Linked DNA regions of Mus musculus: region 1 is linked to region 2. Evidence: chromatin contacts called from public HiChIP or PLAC-seq data. All regions are on one chromosome and are shown on one strand. Each heading gives the region's core, a stretch centred on a gene start, on an enhancer-like site or on the middle of the called end of the contact. The rest is flanking DNA. Distances are from core to core; before and after follow the strand shown.

Region 1 (4,823 bases), core at 1,923-4,422, 200 kb before region 2:
TTTTTGAGACAGGGTCTCTGTATAGCCCTGGCTGTCCTAGAACTCACACTGTAGACCAGGCTGGCCTCGAACTCAGAAATCTGCCTGCCTCTGCCTCCCAAATGCTGGGAATAAAGGCCTGCGCCACCACTACCTGGCTAAAATAAACTGTTAAGCCTAATGTGGTGGTGCATGTGTTTAATCTCAAACACTTGGCAGGCAGAGTTCCAGGAGAGTCAGGGCTACAACAGAGAAACTGTCTTGAAAACCATGAAAGCCAACCAAGCAACCACAAAACTAGATACAATGTTACTAGAGAAAGGCTTGGACAGGAAGAATGTTGCTATCCCTTAGGGTTGACCTGCCTCTGCCTTGCCTTCCAGAGGCAAGAGCCCCGGTGTTGCAAGACAACAGCAGAGGCGAGTATGCACATTATCACATACCTATAATACAAGTGATTTGGGAGGCCAGGACAGGATGAACAAGAGTTCAAGGCCAGGCGGGGCAACTTAACGCGACTCTGCCAAATTAAGATAAGAGAAATTCTGGGAATGCTCCAGCCTTGCAAACAAACAAAAAGCAAGGAACAAGAAAATCCTCAGCTGAGGAAAGTGATACACTTCATTAGTCCTAACACCAGGGAGGCAGAGGCAGGGGGATCTCTGTGAGTTCAAGGTCAGTCTGGTCTATATAGTTCCCCGACAACCAGGGCTTCATAATGAGACTATTGAAAACATCAAAGCCAACCAAACAACAATAAAACCTCAACCCCCCCCCCCCCATAGCTAGGCACGGTGGCACTTTGCTGTCCCTGTGTTAAGAGAGTAAGTGTCACAGGCTGGGTCCCAACAAGCCAGACTTGGCCACTCCTCCTCAATAATTTCAAAGAGACAAGTTGATAGCAAATCAGAAAAAGGGACTTTATTCAGTGTGGCCTCACTGGGAAGAGGGACTCAAAGCTGCATCCAGGGTGTCCCTAGGTCCCAGTGTCAGGGGCCTAGCTAGGGTTGAAGTCAAAGGTTGAAGAGAAGGCAGAAGGAAGCTGTCTTGGTTGCCCAGTCTCATCAGTGTCTCAGCACTAAGTCTGTCCTCACCTTCAGCTGACAAATGAGGAGTTCTTCCTGCGTCTGCCCCCTGGGGAGGCTATCCTTAGGAGGAGTCTCGGGCCCTTTGATTCAATAGTCTGATAACCAATGGTCAGTAGAGGGCCAGGGCCGTTTTGCCTGTGCTCAGATGGCTGATGGGTTGCTGTGAGGTCCGGGCCAACCTAGGCTACAGGGTAAGACTCTGTTTCTCGGTTTGAACCCAAAACACAACATTCATCTCAAAAGGGATGAGAGAAATTTTTATCTTTATTTGTTTTGAAAGATTTATTTATTTTATGTGAGTATACTGTTGCTGTCTTCAGACACATTACAGACAGATTACAGCTGGTTGTGAGCCACCATGTGGTTGTGGGGAATTGAACTCAGAATCTCTGGGAGAGCAGTCAGTGCTCTTAACGGTTGAGCCATCTCTCCAGTCCATTTTATTATTATTATTATTTTCTTCTAGATCGGGTTTCTCTGTGTAGCCCTGGTTGTCCAGGAACTTGCTTTGTAGCCCAGGCTGGGCTCGAACTCACAGTGATACTCTTGCCTCAGCCTCTGAGTGCTGGGATTAAAAACATGTGCCACTACCAACCAACTGGAGGGATTGTTTATTCAAGCCAAAAATGAATGACTATGTCCCATAAATACAGACTTAGGTTACCCTATATTCCACATTCCAGTCTGGAAGCAATGAGGAAGTTTTTATAGTAACAGAACAAAGTCATGAGTCAGGGCACCTTAAAAATACATTGGTGGGGGCCAGGTGGTACACTCCTTTATTCTTAGCACTTGGGAGGCGGGCAGAGGCAGGTGGGTCTCTGTAAGTTTGAGGCTAGCCTTGAGTTCCAGGACAGCCAGGGCTACACAGGGAAACCCTGTCTTAAAAAAACCCCAAACAAGGGGCTAGAGAGATGGCTCAGCCGTTAAGAGTACTGACTGCTCTTCCAAAGGTCCTGAGTTCAAATCCCAGCAACCACATGGTGGCTCACAACCATCCGTAATGAGGTCTGACTCCCTCTTCTGGAGTGTCTGAAGACAGCTATAGTGTACTCAAATGTATTAAATAAATAAATTGTTTATTATTTATTAATATTATTTATTAATATCAATAAATAAAATTATTTAAAAAACCCAAAACAAAAACAACCAAACAACCAAAGCAAACCAAGCCATTGGTGGTGGGCCAGAGAAATGGCTCAGGTTAAGATCACCAGGTTCAGTGCTCAGCACACACATGTTGGCTCACAGACATCTAACTCCCGTTCCAGAGGCTCTGCTGACCTCATCTGGTCTCTATGGACATCATGCATGCACATGAAACACCCATACACAAAATAAAATAATAAAACATAAAAAACCGGCCTGTTGGAAGATTTAAGTAGGCAGTTACACCAAAGAGAAATACCAGCTATATGCTTCTGATGCTGTCCGGGGGATTTTGGTTGGTAGAAACCGGGTTTTAATTTATTCCAAGAGGTTTTTATTCATTAGTCACAACACGTTAGAGCTGACGCAGAGGCAGGAAAGCAACGGGTAGGAAGGAGGCTAAAGACATAGCCCCTAGACAAATTTCATCAGGCTCTGGACCCGCAACGTGAAGGACTTCTTCCCAGGACTTCTCATTCACAAAAGAAAGAAAGTGAAACAAGCTAACCAATCAAAACAGTGCCCAAACAAAACAACCTGTGTATACAAAGTGGCAAGATTCAGAGGCAACGCAACTTTCCAAAACTTTGTTCCCTTTCCGAGCGTGCCCAGCAGTTGTGCGGCAAGCCTTTAATTCCAGGGAGGCAGAGGCAGGCACGGGTGGATCTTTGTGAGTTCGAGGCTACACAGAGAAACATTGTCTCAAAAACAAAAACAAACAAACCTTTCCTCCTGCGCGGTGCTATTCCATACATTACGGCGCACCCCGGGGCAGTGGAAGAGCGCCCTGCGGGACAGGCAGCCGGGCCCAGTTTGGTTCCGGGTCCCCTGGCGGGACTGCGGTTTGTTCTCAGGCTACGCCCGTGGAGCACATATTTAATTCTTTACGGGCCGTTTTCTCAGATCTCGCGAGACCCCGGCGGAAGTCTCGCGATATATAGACACCGGCGGAGAGGAGGGAGATCTGAGCGGCTGCTGCAGCACCGGGCTCCTCAACTGAGGTAAGGGACCCGGTGGCGGGATCTGCGAGCGCCCCAGGCGCCTCGCGCCCTGCCCGACCGTAACGAGGCCACGGGAGGGAGCTGTCTGCTGCCATCGACACGCATGCATTCTGAGTCGGTCCTGTCGCGCGCCTTCCCTTTGCCGGGTCCCCCGTGTCTCCCTCCCGGGGCCGCTCTGGACGGTCTCCCACCCCGGTGTCCCGCTGCAGAGCCTGGGGTGGCGGGCCTGGACCGGGACCGGGACGGGGGCGGGGGCGGAGGGGACAGCGTGGCCCACTGTGGGCTGAAGGGCTCCCGGGGTTGGAGTCGGTTATTTTGTAGGTCCCAGGGATCGAACTCAGGTTGACCAGTCTTGGTGGCAAGCCCCGGTGAGCGCTGAGTCGCATGTCAGGCCCACTGTGTGTGTGTGTGTGTGTGTGTGTGTGTCTGTCTGTCTGTCTGTCTGTCTGTTTGTTTTTGGCAGTACTGTTGATTGACCAAGGAACTTATGCATTCTACCACTGAGCTATGTCCCCAGTCCTTTTAAAAATTAATTAATCGGCTAATTAATTGATTTGTGTGTGTTTGCATATATATACCAGGCTTCCTGTCGAGGTTGGAGGATAACTTAATTCTCTTCTTCTTCCATATGGGTCCTAAAGATGGAACCTTGCTTGTCTTGTCTTGCCCTAAAGTGCCTTTACAGATTGAGTTGTTTTCAGTCCCCATTCTCGCAGAGCAGTACGCTAAGCAGTCACCTACTCTGCTGCCTCCTCAGCCCAATCCTTACTTTTTCTTCTTAATTTTTATTCTGTGATGGGGCTTCCCAAGTTTTCCGGGCTGATCTTGAACTTGCCACCAGCCCTTGAATTTGTCTCAGCCTTCTGAGTACCTGGGATGACAGACCTGTGTCACCAAGTGCTAGGTTCTCAGGCTGTCCCTTGGCTGAAACCAGAAAGAAGGTGTGTGTGTCCCTGTTAACTCAGGAGCCATCCAGAGCAGCTGGTGTCCTGGAAAGTCTGCTGTCTGGAAGTTCAGGGTTCTTGTGGAGAGGGTACAACTTGAGGTGGCGCTTTAGTTACCTGTGTGGTGTCGTGGCTTCTGAAACCGCAGCCCTTCATTCTTGTGTGTTAATGGCAGAGTTCTTGTGTTGGTCCGAAGAGGGAGGACAGAAAGTGTGTCTTGGTGAGCAAAGGCCCACTTCTCCCACTGTGCCTGTTGTCCACCTGGCCACTAGCTTCGCTTTGTCATATGTGTAATTGGGGTGCACACCACGGTTCTTGTAAGTGGGAAATTCAGAAGAAATTTCTGCAAAGTTACCCCCCCCCCCCACACACACCCGTTTTGAGATTGGGTCTAGCTGTATTTTTAGGTTTTTGTATAACCCAGGCTGGCCCATGACTTGTGATCTTGCCTCAGCCCCTCACATACATTCCTCTTCTCAAGGACCTTTCTCCAACTGAGAAATGCTTAGACTCCTGTACTGGCTGGTTTTGTGTGTCAGCTTAACACAGCTGGAGTTATCACAGAGAAAGGAGCTTCAGGTGAGGAAATGCCTCTGTGAGATCCACTGTGGGGCATTTTCTCAATTAGTGACCAAGGGGGGAGGGCCCGTTGTGGGTAGTGC
Region 2 (4,704 bases), core at 188-2,687:
AGACTGTTCCCACTCCTGTATTCTTAGCATTCAGAGCTGTGCTGTGACAAGGCCCTTGGCATCTCCTTTTGTTGCTGCACTCTGTTGGCACAGCTTAGACACTGTTGCCTGATCCAAAGCTAGGAAGGTTCAGTCCTGGGTTCTCACCCATATGTCTTTTATTTCATCTTCCTTTGCCTGTATCTTCCTTCCGTCTCATGTTTTGATTCTGATCCACTTTGAGTTGGTTTTTATTGTGGCATGAGTTAGGGCTCAAACCCTGTTCCTGTGTGCGCATATCCACTTGTCTCAATCCTGCCCCCTTCTGAGACTCCTCTTCTACCTGGTAGTCATGGCCACCTCATTGAAAACCAGCTGGCTGTGCCAGTTTGTGTTCAGTGCTGAACTCAGTTCCAGTTCCGCCTGTGGGTCCTTCCTTATGCCACCACCTAAGTTCTTGTCTTTCTTATCCTTTGCTCTTAGGTTGATATGAGCATTCTGCCTGTGTGTCCCCACCCTCATAATGCATTGTTTAGATCTTGGTTGTCATCATCACAGGATGTGGACTCACCTAGGAGACATACCTCTGTGTACATCTGAGCGGGTTTCTAGATTGGGTTAGCTCAGGTAGGAAGACCATCCAAGTGTGCACAGCACACTCCCTAGGCTGAGGTCTTGGACTGAATGAAGAGGAGGAAGTGAGCTGAGCCCAGCACCCACCCCTTTGTGTTATGCCTGTGGCTGCAGTGTGAGCAACCTCCTCACACTCCTGTGTGTTCCTACCACCACCCAGCACCCCCACCCCTGCCTGCCATGCCTTCTCCACCGTGGTGGGTGGGCTGCACCCTCAGACTGTGAGCTGGGGTAAACCCTTCCTTCGGCTGCTTTCTGTCAGGTGTTTTGTTGCAGCATGGAGAAAAACAACCACTGCACCCCATCAAGATCATCTTGACTATTCAGAGCACCTTGCAATTCCATGGGAATTTTAGCATAAGCATGGGGGGTGGGGTGGGGGGAAAACCAGTTTTGCAAGAAAGCCCTTTGAAGTTGTTGGGTTTTGCTGTGCTGAGGAATCCAACCCAGTTCTGAGCGTGCACTCTCCTGAGCCACACCTCCAGCCAGTGTTCACAGTTTTCATAGAGCTGCATCTATTCTGTTGACCACTTTGGAGGTTTGACCCAGCCACCAGGGACCCAAGCATCATCTGCACCAAGGCTTCCTATACCAGGCTGGCTCAAGCTTAGACTCCAAGAATTCCACAGACGCAGCATTCACCCCACTTCTTGCGGCTTCCTACTGTTTCGTGTCCACACCTTCCAGGCCTGACCTGGCCCAAGCAGAGACGCCAGAGTCTTTGCTTCAACCCAGCTGTTAGAGCAGGGAGGCTGCTGGTGTCCCTTCTCCACTCTGAGTCAGAGATTGCAGGAACTGTCCTCAGCATGTGTTACCTCTGGAGAATGGCCTGGCGGTGGGCGTGTCAGCTTCTGCAGAGCGGAAGTCATTTGCATTTACTCTCCTTCAGCCTCTGCCCACCTGTGTCAATCAGAGCAGACCCTGACAGAAAGAAGTTAGGGCCCTGGGACAAAGGAGGAGTGCAGTGTGTGTCCTTGTCTGTGTGATCAGGGCACAGCAACATGAAGTGTATTAATGCTTAGAAAGCAAAGGCTGGTGCTAGGCTCTGCCCTGCATTTTCTGTAAGTGCCTTTTGTACTTTTGAGACATGGTCTCATGAGCCCAGGTTAGCCTTAAACTCATGATGTAGCTGATGCTTGTTCTTTCATCTACCACTCTAGGGCTGGGGTTACCCCATGTACCACTAGGCCCCGCGTACACCTGCCTTTTTAGTGGCTACTACTTGAGCAGACGGCATAGGAGTGTGGGGCGGGGAGAGGAGGTGAAAGGGGTCTCCCTCCCAGTGTAGCAGCAGGACCAGCATTTAGGAGTTTGGTCTGATAGATTTGTTGGTCACTGACACACGGTGTAGTTTCTTTCTGTGGCAGCCTGTGATGGGGCTGTTAGGATGGAAGAAGACAGGTCCAGAAAATCTCTGTCATTTGCCTAGGTCAGCGGCAGTCTGGGACTTTCACATTCCCTGCCCTGATTTAGAGTGTATCCTGGCTCATCCATCCCCACCTTAGGGACAGGAATGTCCATGCTATCCCTCCAGCCAGGCCTGGGGCACCCTCCCTGCTCTGTGATCCTGCAATCTAGTTGGTATACATTATGGTGAACAGCATTGGAATGGGAGCCTGGAAGTGGAGGGCCTCAACTTTTACCTACAGTTTAAATAACCAGGTAAATACTTGCTCCTGAGGACCACAAAGTCTTGGTGGGCAGTGGGCAGCAGGCAGCATCCCCATCTTTACCTCCAGTACATATGAGCATAGCCTCCTGCTGAGAGATACATGCTGTCCTCTCCACAACCTGGCTTCAGGTCACACCTGGGTGTAGAGAGTGTCAGGGCACAGTCAGCACTAGCTGACCTGCCAGAAAGTGCCAAAGGGGAGAATATTCACATGCCTGCCAGTCTTGGAGAGTGGAGTGGGCAGAATCAGCTTCTCTAGGACATTCAGTTTGAAAAAAACAGGAGGCGGGGCAGCAGCAGGTGGTGAAGCAACCCCCACCCAGCCTGCACAGGGCTCCTCTTCACCTCATCCCCCCTCACTTGGCAGGCATGTGCTTGGGGCCCCACTGCTCAGCTGCAGATGAGCCCTCCAAAAAGCACTTTGTGTGTAAAATCCTTTTAGCAGGATGAGTTTGGAATCTGGCCCATGGTTTGAGGCATTTGGCAGGGTCCCTGAAGACGCAATCCAATTAGTCCCATGTTTTCTTGTTTTTATAACTGACTCTAGACCCAGGTTTTCTTCAGTGAAGTAGAAAATAGATAGGTACAGGCTACAACATTCACGCACAACCAAATTTCTATTTCCTTCATCTCATGTCTACCAATCCAAAACATGAGTCAGCTCCTATTGGCTGTAAGGGAGCAGATGCTCACAAAAGAGAGGGCAGGACTTACCTCATGAGGCTACGGGTCCTGGAGCCTGAAACCAGGCGATGTGGTTATATTGGATACATGTGGTAGAGATAGGAAATGAGTGTATGGGTGTATACAGGTTTACAGTGGTTGTCATTACTGGGGAGGTCTTGAGAAAGGGATGGTGTTGGTAGTAGAGCCCCCGCCTAGAATCCCCCAGTGAGGGGCTGGGGCATGGCTCAGTGGTAGAGCACCTTCCTAGAATCCCCCAGTGAGGGGCTGGGGCGTGGCTCAGTGGTAGAGCCCCTGCCTCGAATCCCCCAGGGAGGGGCTGGGGCGTGGCTCAGTGGTAGAGCACCTTCCTAGAATCCCCCAGTGAGGGTCTGGGGCGTGGCTCAGTGGTAGAGCCCCTGCCTAGAATCCCCCAGTGAGGGGCTGGGGGTGTGGCTCAGTGGTAGAGCCCCTGCCTAGAATCCCCCAGGGAGGTGTTGGGGGTGTGGCTCAGTGGTAGAGCATTAGGTTCCATCCCAACACTGCAAATAGTAAAAACAAAGGCTGCTTGCTATACCAATCCTACAGGAAGAGTCATCCGTGTGCTTGAAGAGCTAGGTTTGAAATGTCTCTGGATCAGAAACCCACTGTGAGTTTGTGGTGCCAACCATAGTCTTATGCTGTGGGTCAAGGGAGAAGAGGCAAAAGTGGGAAGCAGTGCTGAAGTGGGGCTGGTGGGCCAGCCACCAGCTAGTGTCTAGGAAGCATGGCTGTTGCAGGCTCAACAGGGGAGGAGAATGTTCCTGGGAGAGGCGGGAGGTTGAGCATAAACCTGAGGCTGCAGACTCAGAGGATCCATGTTTGTCTGAATGCTGTGGTGTGAGCTAGCACCTCCCACTCCTCCCCTGAAGACTATACAGATGATACAGGATCAAAACAAAATGGCAAACTTGTTTTGGCAAAATAGAAGTGGAGCAGAACCAAGCCACAAGCAGAAGGCACATGTCCCCTGGTGGAGGATCAAGTGTTAGTTTAAACTGCATAAAAGTGTTTGTCAGGCTCAGGAAAAGACCCTGGGAAGGGGAGGATCAGGTGACCTGCTTACTAGTGAGGCACTTCCTGACAGGCAGTCCTAACCCTCTGCAGGGCCTCACCTCAGTAAAGCAAGAATCATGTGCTGTCCTGGTTCTCAAGACTACAATAGGCCCTGGGGTCCCTGTTCGTTCAGGCTAGAAGCAGATCATGCTCACTGTGAGCACAGCTCTTCCCTCTCAATGGAGGAACCAGTGCCTGTGAGATTGCATCCTAGCAAGGTTTGTTCTCTAGGAGCCTCCTGTAGCAAGGAGTAGAGTCATGCTTAGGGGATCAGAGGGGGAAGCTATGGATCAGGAGAGAGAAATCCATTGCCAAAGAAGTTGACCCCAAGCACACAGTTGTCAGAAAGTGGAGTTACATTAGAACCTGGGGCATGAGCAGGCCCAGAGCAGCAATGGTGGGGCTGGATGAGGAGTTGAAGCTGTCATGGAGGGAGTTAGGATACTGGGAGGGAATGCCATGGCAAAGTCTGAACAGCATTGGCTCTGAGAGTCGTCTGTAATGTGGAAGATGCAGCTCATGTGGGCAGTTAGAACATAAGACTGGGGGGCTGGTGAGATGGCTCAGTGGGTAAGAGCACCCGACTGCTCTTCCAAAGGTCCAGAGTTCAAATCCCAGCAACCACATGGTGGCTCACAACCATCTGCAACAAGATCTGAAGC

The links. HiChIP or PLAC-seq counts read pairs in DNA pulled down with a chosen protein or histone mark.
Region 1: an H3K4me3 HiChIP or PLAC-seq map of embryonic stem cells shows a contact between it and region 2, with 17 read pairs. The contact joins the promoter of Mad1l1 here to the enhancer-like site in region 2. A contact is called at or near these places in 4 of 39 promoter capture datasets (the 3T3-L1 cell line, the C10 cell line, liver and 1 more), 9 of 115 datasets of contacts at active chromatin or transcription factors (the SCID.adh cell line, bone marrow-derived macrophages, double positive thymocytes and 6 more) and 2 of 9 other capture datasets (embryonic stem cells and pancreatic islet).

What each region holds. Positions count from the first base shown.
Region 1 is chr5:140,319,901-140,324,723 of GRCm38.p6, reverse strand. Mad1l1 (MAD1 mitotic arrest deficient 1-like 1) reads left to right here and starts at 3,172. Exons shown (of 18, transcript NM_010752.3): 1 at 3,172-3,217. It also overlaps a transcript of Nudt1 not described here.
Region 2 is chr5:140,120,169-140,124,872 of GRCm38.p6, reverse strand. The region is part of intron 13 of Mad1l1 (MAD1 mitotic arrest deficient 1-like 1); the gene reads left to right. Among named protein-coding and RNA genes, the nearest start is that of Gm30492, 27 kb to the right of the region's middle. Within about 2 kb of position 1,437, at least 36 of the 459 cell types and tissues checked have an H3K27ac peak or open chromatin away from gene starts, as enhancers often do. A contact at or near this core is called in embryonic stem cells, where this site is marked.